Linked DNA regions of Mus musculus: region 1 is linked to region 2. Evidence: chromatin contacts called from public promoter capture Hi-C data. All regions are on one chromosome and are shown on one strand. The core of a region is the stretch at or near the end of the contact, and the rest is flanking DNA. Distances in the headings are between cores, read along the strand shown.

What was found. Promoter capture Hi-C pulls out the DNA fragments that hold promoters and counts their contacts.
Region 1: a promoter capture Hi-C map of liver shows a contact between it and region 2, with 2.6 times the contacts expected there. The contact joins the promoter of Use1 here to the promoter of Smim7 in region 2. A contact is called at or near these places in 3 of 39 promoter capture datasets (erythroid cells, liver and pre-B cells), 2 of 484 Hi-C or Micro-C datasets (B cells and muscle stem cells), 1 of 115 datasets of contacts at active chromatin or transcription factors (astrocytes) and 1 of 9 other capture datasets (liver).

Annotation. Positions count from the first base shown.
Region 1 is chr8:71,363,637-71,369,017 of GRCm38.p6, forward strand. Use1 (unconventional SNARE in the ER 1 homolog (S. cerevisiae)) reads left to right here and starts at 3,581. Exons shown (of 8, transcript NM_025917.4): 1 at 3,581-3,733; 2 at 4,008-4,057; 3 at 4,134-4,212; 4 at 4,323-4,475; 5 at 4,914-4,926; 6 at 5,214-5,241. The coding sequence starts at 3,599.
Region 2 is chr8:72,567,976-72,572,906 of GRCm38.p6, forward strand. Smim7 (small integral membrane protein 7) reads right to left here and starts at 3,073. Exons shown (of 5, transcript NM_172396.3): 1 at 3,029-3,073; 2 at 2,899-2,940; 3 at 1,991-2,043; 4 at 881-971. The coding sequence starts at 3,054. It overlaps Tmem38a (transmembrane protein 38A), which reads left to right and starts at 3,848. Exons shown (of 6, transcript NM_144534.2): 1 at 3,848-4,252. The coding sequence starts at 4,129.

The sequences.
Region 1 (5,381 bases), core at 2,331-4,830, 1.2 Mb before region 2:
AAGGGCTTTGGCCCTACAGCTATGATTATGGATGGCTGCAAACTGACATGCGGTGCTGAAAATTGAACCTAGGCCCTCTGAGGGATCAGTGAGTGCCTTTAACCTTTGAGTCATTTCTCCAGAACCCTGAGGTTGTGGTGGTTACTGGAAAAACCTGTTTCTAGTTGTAGTACTTTAGTACACACCTTTAATCCCCCTGGCTTGAATGCAGATATCCCCTTAGTACAAGCCTTTAATCCCAAACAATTAAGGTAAAATTAGTTTGGGCTGGAAAGGTGGCTTAGCTGTTAAGAGCACAGGCTGCTCTTCCAGAGGTCCTGAGTTCAATTCCCAGCAATCACATGGTAGCTCACAACCATCTGTAACAGAATCTGATGCCCTCTTCTGGTGTGTCTGAAGACAGCTACAGTGTACTCACAGACATAAATAAATAAATCTCTTTTTTTAAAAAAGACAAAAAAAATTTTTTAAGGATGTGTTTGAATGTTTAATTTAGAGTGACAGGGGCCTGGTGAGATGGCTCAGTGGGTAAGAGCACCCGACTGCTCTTCCGAAGGTCAGGAGTTCAAATCCCAGCAACCACATGGTGGCTCACAACCATCCGATCACGAGATCTGACTCCCTCTTCTGGAGTGTCTGAAGACAGCTACAGTGTACTTACATATAATAAATAAATAAATAAATCTTTAAAAAAAAATTTAGAGTGACAAAGTGATGAATCAGAGAAAGATTTGACAGAATTGGATATGCCACGAGAAAAGAGGAAAGGGAAGCAATGTAGAGAGGAGGCAGCTTTACTGGAACAGACTGAACGGAGAACAGCTAGACACAGGTGAAGACAGAACAAACCAGGGAATGAGAAGGAACCAGAAAGTTAGAACAGATTGCTAGAGTTTGAGGCAAAGCAGAGCAATTCAGGAGAGGCTACAACGGGCCAGTTTGAATCAGTTGGAGCCAGAAAAGGTGAGATAAATCAGCCAGTCAGAGGTCAGAAAGAACTAGAAAGGGTGAGCATATTCTGCAGCAAGTCTCAGAGGCTGAAAACATTCCAGGCCTAGATTAGATTGTACAGAGGCTAGAAGCTTCCAAGGCTAGGCCTAGGTTAGCAGACATGGGCAATAAGCCTCCAAGACAATTCCATAGGTGAATAAAAGTTACATTAACACTCCAGTGCCACCATCAATCACCTTTTGATGTCATCCTTATCCTGAACTGGACAGAACCTCCACAGGGCAGCCTAGAGTCTGCTTAAGCTCTGCCACACAGTTACCTGCCTGACTCGCCATAAAAGGGGCTGCTTTCCCCCCTTCACTTCTCTTGTTCTTGCCTTCTTGCTCCTTCACTGTACTCTTCCCCCTCCCCTCTCTCTACATGTTCATGGCCAGCCTCTATTTCTCTTCTCTCTTCCCCCCTCCCTCCTTCCCTCTTTCTCTTTCTCTCTCTGCCTTTCTCTGCCTCAACTACCCTCCCCATGCATTGAATAAACTATTCTATACCATCGTGTGGATGGTCCCTCAGGGGGAAGGGATGCCTCAGCATGGGCCCATGGAGGTACCCCCTTCCTCCATACCTAACTACACATCCACCAAAACATATCTCCTCTCTTTATCTTTTTATAAACACATCAGTCACTCCACAGAAGTGCTCCTTTGTGGACCCTGAACTCAGTATTCCATAGCACATTTTCTGAAGTGAATGGGACCCCAGGAAACCTGCTATGCTCTGGTCCTTATGAAGGCCAGTCACAAGCAGTGGCAGATAGGCTCAACCACTCAATAGGAGAGAACCCATTCCACAAGTTGTCCTCTAATCCCCAGGTGTGCACTGTGATGTATGACACAAGAGCACATGCACACACAAATAATCAAATTTAAAATGTAAGACATCCCACCCAATGCCAGGTCTTAGGTATGTGTGACTGTTGTTTCTTTATTCCATGTCACTCCATTTCGGTCAATCCCAAAGTAATGCAGGTTGTAGCAGCAGGTGAGCAGAAGAGCAAAAAAATGGTACATACATACAACACAGCATCTTTCCTCTTTAGAAAGGAGACACATTCTGTGGGTGTGGTAGTCAGGATGGCGTGCAGGTACTAGTGTGGCACAGGCCTTTAATCTCAAAAGAGGCCAGTCAGGGCTGTATAGTGAGAGCTAGCTCCGAACAGTGCTTACTGTTCTTTCAGAGGACATAGGGCTTCTATTGCTGGGAAGAGACACCATGACCATGGCAACTTTTATAAAGGAAAAATTGGGGGGCGGGGGGGGCTGGTTCACAGGAGTTTAGTCCATCATTGTCATGTCAGGAAGTATGGTGACACTCAGACAGAGGTAGCTGAGGAGTCCATATCTGAATCAGCAGGCAGCAGGAAAAGGACTGTATTCCAGTAGGCCTAGTTTTTGAGACCTCAAAGCACACCCCACCCCATGGTGTACTTCCTCCAATATGGCCACTGCCTGTGGTTTACTATGGGCTCATTTTGATTCAAACCACAAGCAACAAGGCTCAGTATTCAATTACCAGCATCACATGGCCCTCACAGTCACCATAACTCCAGTGCTCGGGGATCCAGTATCATTTTTGTTTTTTAAGGTTTAAATAGTTTTTTAGAGACAGGGTTTCTCTGTGTAGCCCTGGCTGTCTTGGAACTCTCTCTGTAGACCAAGCTGGCCTCAAACTCAAAGATCCACCTGCCTCTTTCTCCTGAGTGCTAGGATTAAAACCCTACCACCACCCTGCCCAGGTTAAAATGTTATGTTTAATTGTGTGTTGGTGTGTGCATATGAAACGTGAAGAAATCAGAGGTGTCAGATCCCCGGAGTCACAGGCATCTTTTCTAAAAACGTGGACTGAGACGGCTTGTCTAGCATTTCTAATGCTCATAAGTTACATGCGAGTGAAAGAGGTAAACCTAATATTGGTTCACAACCACGGTAAATCCAGCTCCAGGGCATCCTGGCTTGTTTTATAATCCTCATGGCATTCATTCCCTGATCCCTGAATTTCTCATTGGCTAAGTTCTTCGGGAGGTACAATATTCTCCATCCTTCGGGGCCTCGATCATGTAGCCGACTACATGTAACCTAAAATGAAAGAGAGTTGCTGGTAGCTAGGGAAGGGGGGGCCATGGACCATGATTTATTAAAGCTCAGGATGCTGGCAGCCAGGACTGGAAACTAGCAGGTCCGGCCAGATGGAAACGCCCAACTGACACGTCATCAAGCAGGGTCGGGGGAGACCCCAGGTCAAGGTTCCCGCTACAGAGGTAGAAAACACGTGCACTGCGCGCGCAGAGGCGAGGTGAACAAGCGGAATGCAATGACCGGCGAGGGAAGATGAGGAATGGCTTTTCCAGTCCTTTCAACGAATTCTCGCCGGACATAATCGGCTGTTCAGGGCCTACATGGACTACAGAGACTCTGCTTCAAAAAACGAAAAAGGCCAGGTATCAAGACCATCATTTTAAAAAGAGACAGGGACGAAAACGATTTATCTTTGAATAAACTGCGGCTTGAAATAAAACTCTACTTCCGTCCCAAGCGTAGCAGGGCGGACCTCGGAGGGGAAGGACCTCACTCAGGCACTTCCGCCCTTTTCTAAGATGGCGCAGGCGGAAGGAGCCTATCATCGCCCGCTGGCGACGTCGCGGTTGGAGTTGAACCTGGTACGGCTGCTTTGTCGCTGTGAGTCGATGGCGGCAGAAAAACGAGAACCGGACGAGTGGCGACTGGAGAAGGTGAGGGATTCCCACGCCGCCGCAAAGGCCTGCGAACCAACTCCACAGGCCACTGTCTCCGCTCCTTCTGGTCCGCGGCGACACGCCCCTCGTGCGTAACCCCTGACGTCCTAGTTTTCTCCCTACAGCTTCACGCACAGGCCACGCCCTCTCAATTCTAGGTCTTCGCTTATGTCCCCTCCCCTCTCTGACTCCTCTCCGGGTCCCACCCCTCTCCCTGGTTTGCTCCTGCCTTGGGCCACTGGCTTGGCTGACACCATACCTTCCCTCCCAGTATGTGGGTGCCCTGGAAGACATGCTGCAGGCCCTGAAAGTTCAAGCAAGGTGAGTGTGGGGGCACCGAGTCACCACCTCCTACGACGGCACAGCAGCAGACTAACTTTTTCCTGCTGCCTTTCAGTAAACCGGCCTCAGAAGTGATCAGCGAGTACTCCCGCAAAGTGGACTTTCTGAAGGGCATGCTGCAGGCCGAGAAGTTGGTGAGCCTGCCCTCCCATCCCTCAGGCGGGCCTCACTCAGTTCCCCACAGCCCCTAGGACCAGGGCACAGCCCCCCAGTAACTCGTCTTCCCCTTCCTATGTCTCCTCAGACCTCCTCCTCTGAAAAAGCTCTAGCTAACCAGTTCCTGGCTCCTGGCCGCGTGCCCACCACAGCCAAGGAGCGGGTGCCTGCCACCAAGACTGTACATTTGCAGTCTAGGGCACGTTACACCAGTGAGATGCGGAGTGAGCTGTTGGGCATGGTACGATTCCCTCCCTTGTACTTGGGACCAACCTCTGGATAGCAAAAAGAGTAGTCTTCAGAGGGGAAAGACTGGAATAATACCACAAACTCTAGTGGGCCTTAGGCAAGGCTTCCCCAGGAAGGCACTGTGCTCAAGAAGAGGAATTTGGCTGGGTGGTGGTAGTACACGTCTTTAAACCTCAGCACTGAGGAGGCAGAGGCAGGCAGATCTTTGTGAGTTCAAAGCCAGCCTGCTTGCTCTACAGAATAAGTCCAGTAATCAGGGCTACACAGAGAAACTCTGTCTTAAAAAAAATTAGCAAAACAAAGAAGAATGGACCACATCTGGTTAAACCCCAGAGTTGGCCCCACAGCTTTACATGAGTCAGCCCAAAGCAGAGAGAGATTTAGGGAAGATATCAAAGAGCATGGCCTCATTCCTCTCTCCTCCCCACAGGAACCATCTGGAGGTGAGACATGCTGAGCATGACTGTTCCTGCCACCCCACAGCCCTCATGCCTGCCCATCCCCCTTGATTTTTCCCAGCCCAGGAAGAGGTCCCAGGGTCATCTTTGCCTGAGGGGAGGCTGAGAAAGAGGATGGTTCCCAGCACAGTGCTAGGCCATTGAGAGGGATCTGGGACCAGGGAGAGTGGGCAAAAAGCAGTTCACAGGCAGAACAGCATTTTGCTGATCAAGGTCAGAAGTTTGGAAACAAGAAAGCTATCTTCTTTGTTCTTGGCCTCTTTTGCTTCCAGAATGTGAGGTGGACATGAGGAAACGAGCGTGAGTATTTCAGCCACAGCGTGACAGGGAAGGGAAATGAGCGGCTGAAGCTGGGGCCCCTGAGCTGCTATAAGGACCAGCTGCCTGCTGGAAGTCCTTTCTGGGGCTGCTGTTCCCAGAATGTAAAAGAGCAGGGGAAA
Region 2 (4,931 bases), core at 1,823-4,322:
TCTCGAACACACTGTTGGGGATTATTTTTCATGAAAGTGCTTCATGGTTCTGCACTTAAACATAACTATTGGCTAGGCAAGGTGACACAGTGAATAAAGGAGCTTGCTGCCAAACTTAATGGTCTCAGTTTGATCCACAGGATCAACAAGGTGGAAGGAGAGAACCAACTCCTGAAAATTGTTCCCTGCCTTCCACAAGCATACTTTATCACATGTGTGCACCCCTAGGTAAACATATAAAATAATACCACAAAAAACAAAAACCCTGTTGGCTGGACACTGAGGTATATGCCTGTAATCCCAAGAGGCATGCTAACACTGATGCCTGACTGCCAAGGTATGAACTCAGATCCCTACTTCACACTATAAAAGCCATTTCAGTGGTCACACTTGTGTGTCTCAGGACTCACAGGTCTGGGGCAGAGGCATCAGAAGTCTGAGGGCAGCCTGACCTACAATCAGACTCTGCCAAACAAACAAACAAACAAACAAACACCAAAACAATCAAAGAGAATGGCTGTAAAAAACAGAAGCCAGTAGTAAATCCTACCTGCTGGCTTCTACTAAGGCTTTGAAGGCAGGAACATGCAGTCTGTTGGACTTTGAAGCCATCCAGTACAGGTTAACACAACATCAGGGGTGGGAGACACATGGCCAGATTGGACTTAGAGACCACCCTCCAATGTAACCAGAGTTCTTATTTTGGAAGAAGGGATAGCCCTTGAGCTTCAACTAGGGGCTGATAGGATGGCTCAGTAGGTGCCCCATGCCAAGCCTGATAACCTGAGTTTGATTCCCCAGGACCCACATTATAAACAGACAAACTGTGAAAAGGGCAGGAGCAGGTAATGAATGTGAGCACCAAGCAAGGTAAACTTACACGATCATGCAGAGCATCATGAACACATTCCACAGTGCGATGAAGATCCGGAAATACCTCAGGCTTAGTAAAAACTCTCGGATGTTGTCTCCTGCAAAGCCAGAAAGTATGGTTCATGAGGCTGTAACCCAACCTACTACCAAACATCTGTGGCAGCCCCTGATGCATCCTTGTGGAGCACCAATTCCCAATGCCTCTGAATGGTGCAAGAATGGGCACGTGGCTCAAGTCTGTCCAATTAGAGTTCTTCCTGAGCCGTGGGTCCTAGTTACCAGGCCCAGGTTGGCTAGACTGAGAATTTGCCATCTCCACACTTTGTGGCCGAACTTAGAGCACTGCATGCGCACCAGAACACATCACCTGCCATCGCTCTGGTTTACCTCCTTAGCTTTTTGTTTTTTGTTTTTTTTTTTAATAAATGTTGTTGGTTTTTTGTTTTAAAATAGAGCAGAATATGTTTAAGTCAGAGGACAAACTATCAATTCTCTCCTACGATGTAAAACCTGGGGAATTGAACCCAGTCAGTCTTGGTGGCAACTGCCTTTGCCTGATGGGCCTTTTAGCAGCTTCTGTAAATTGGATTTTGAGACCAGGTCTCACTCTGGGGCTGAGGCTGGCTCAAAACTCTAATCATATCCACACTTGTCATGGAAAGGACCTCTGCCATGTCACATCAACCCACGCTGGCGGCGGCAGCAGCGGCAGCGGCAGCAGCGGCAGCAGCAGCAGCAGCGGCAGCGGCAGCAGCACCTTCCTGACACCCACTTTCACTATCCCTCCAGAACACCCTCTGAATCGCCCTGGGCTGAGTCCCACAGGGCAGGATCACTTTCTTTACCCACACCCCGACAGAGCAGTCAGCTAAGTGGCTGGCAATATGGTACGCACTCAATAAAGCTGATGAACAGAGCATGGTGGAGTACTCTTGTCATTCAAACACCTAGGAGGCAGAGGCAGAGGCAGAGGGAGCAGGCATTCAAGGCTAGTCATGGCCCTCTAATACCACATCTCAACAATAAAAAGGAAAAAGAGAGGAAAGCGCAGGTTGGTGAGAGAGAACAGGCACCCTGGAATCGACTTAAAGTGTTGAAGGTAGAAAGACATGCTTACCTGTGCTGGGTTCCTTCGATTCTTCCCCAAAGCCTTGTGTGTCCTTCTTTTTCCTATAAAGAACAGCAGATAACTCCAGCTTTCCGTGAAACATAAACACCATCGGATTTCCTGACCCTGACACTCAGCTAGGAAGGGCATGAACTTCAGCTCTGCCCCCGACTTGCAGTGTGACCTGGGGCAGTGATACAACCCTCTGTGAGACACTCTCAACCAGCCTAGTCCATCACAGCTGGGTGTGCAGCCACAGACAGGATAGAGTGGGTCCAAGAGCCAGAAAGGCATTCTTGAGGGATAAGCCTGAGCATGAGGCTCTTTGGAGATGCAAGCAATCCCAGGGTGCAGATTTTTTTTTGTTTGTTTAATATTAATCTGCAAGTAAGAATGAGTGTGCCGGGCCGGGCGTGGTGGCGCACGCCTTTAATCCCAGCACTTGGGAGGCAGAGGCAGGCGGATTTCTGAGTTCGAGGCCAACCTGGTCTACAGAGTGAGTTCCAGGATAGCCAGGGCTACACAGAGAAACCCTGTCTCGAAAAACCAAAAAAAAAAAAAAAAAAAAAAAAAAGAATGAGTGTGCCATCCCGCAGCAGTTGTGTGGAGATCAAAAGGACAATCAACAGGATTTCTACCATGGGGGATCCGGGAATCGGACTCAAGTAGTCAGGCTTGGCAGCAAGCGCCTCTGCCCGCTGAGCCGTTCCCTGGTCTAGAGAGTACAGATTTAAAGATCCTGGAGTGATACAGAACTGTCAGAGCCTGGTGAAGCAGCGCGGAGGCGTGGCTAGAGGTAGGATTAGTGGGGCGTGGAGCATGCACAGGGCGGGACTGGCGGTGACCAAGGGTGTGGGCGGGGACTGGCTGTGGGAGGGCCTGGCTGTCTGGGACACCGCCTGTCGCGGCCTACTCACAGTTTAAAGTTGAGCACAGCCCCGGCGTTCATCAGTAGCGTCCTGCGGAGGGACAGTAACGGTCAGTAAGGGTCACCCCCACCCCTCTGACTGCCACTCTCCGACCTCTAACACCCCTCATTCATATTACCCGAACAGCAGTATGTCTCCGATCATCCTTACACCCAAGGCGTCCGTCAAACCGGAAACGGAAGCCGTGATGAGGGGCGGAAAGTGGAACGAGAACTGACCAATTCTGAATCAGCATTGGTTGGGTTCGACTGAGGATGTAGCATGATGTCACCTACAGGGCGGAGCTTGGGGTGCGCGCGCGCATGCTCAGTGTTACGTGCCACAGCTGGTCCCTGCTGTTGATGCCGCTCGGGGGTTGGTTGGGCTATGGATTCCGGGCTACAGAAATTGCGCCCTTGACCCTTGAGCCGCCCGTGAACGGCTTGGATATGGATATGGGCGCGGCAGATGCCTGAACTCCAAAAGGACTCCACTTGGGTCCCCACGGAGAACTGCGATCCCGGCTCAGAGTGCATAGAGTCAGGATGACCTCCTGCCTGAGTTGTACCTCCCACGGACCTCCCAGGTCTGACTCGAGTAACCCCACGGAGAATGAGAGTCCTGACCGGACAGACTTACAGAACATAAGGCCTGGATTAAGGTCTACAGAGGATGGATCTTAACTTGTGGGGCCTCCTGAAGCGGGAGGGTCCTAACTTAGTGGATCCAGTCTGGGCTGGGGTCCACAAAGAGGAGGGTTCTGACTTGTGGAGCCTTTTAGAGAGACAAAACCAAACAGAACGTGAGGGTTTGGTTGAGGTCCCCTTGTGGGAGGCGGGGTTCTGACTTTGGATCCTCAGGAATGAAACATGATATTCTTGGCTGAGATCTTCCGAGGGCGCGGGTTTTGAGGGAAATAGGGGTCCTGAATTGGTTAGTCCCATGGAAAAGGGACAGGATTCTAACTACGCAGATGTTTAAGGACAAGATTCCCTCTTGTGTGTGCTGGATGCAGGGGACAGATCGCCTTTTTGGCTCTGTTGAACGAGTTCTGACGTCCCTACGGCCCCGCATTTTGGGCTCCCGGCTGCTAGGAGTCCCCCACCACCCCTCCTCTCCCGAGGGGTGGGGGCAGGCGGGGGGCGGTGCCTGGCAGTGGGGCGGGCTCAGTGGCGAGGGAGCATTCGTCGGGCAGCGGGGCGCGGGACGCACGGGGCCGGGGAGGCGCCCTCCATCGCCATGGACCTGATGTCAGCGCTGAGCCTGGGCGAGCTAGCGCTCAGCTTCTCGCGGGTGCCGCTCTTCCCTGTTTTCGACCTCAGCTACTTCATCGTCTCCATCATCTACCTGAAGTATGAGCCAGGTGAGTCGAGGATTGTAGGAGTTACCAGGAGGGAGGTTGCCCCTAGCTTGATGATGGAGACGAAAGGAGGAGACAGGCTAGATCCTGGAGCTGGATGGGGGAGGAGGCAGAGGCTGAGATCGTGGAGTGCTCCCACGCTCGCGCAGGTGGAGGAGCGAACCCTGGGGACAGAGGCGCTGTGGAAAGGAGGCTGCAAATGAGGTGGGAGGGAAGAAAAGGAGCGCTCTTGTTTACGGTTAGGAGGACAGGTGCTGCGGGGTTGGGGTTGAGGGCGGGGGCAACGAAAAGGCCAGAGTCAGGTTAGAGCAAGGATTCCTGAACTTAATCTTGGGCAAGGGGGATTGATGGTGGCGAAGGTTCCAAATCAAGGATCGGACCTGCCTGGGCGAGGGTCAGATGTTCTGGACGTCAGCTGCCATGACCTCCCTTAACGCCCTTGAATTGACTGCCTGGTGACTATATAAGGACTGGCCATGCTGGGTGCTGCGATCAGGTTCGGGGGAAAGTGACACCCATGTCCCCTCTGTACTGCATCTTTTGGCATCTTCTTCCCTCCCTTCTCACATGCCAGCTGGGCCAGCTCGGGCCTGGGATCCTTCCCACTTATGGAGCCTAAACCGTTCCAGGACAGGGCAACTTTGGGTCAGCTTCCTTTCAAGAGTCAGAGGAGGATAGACCC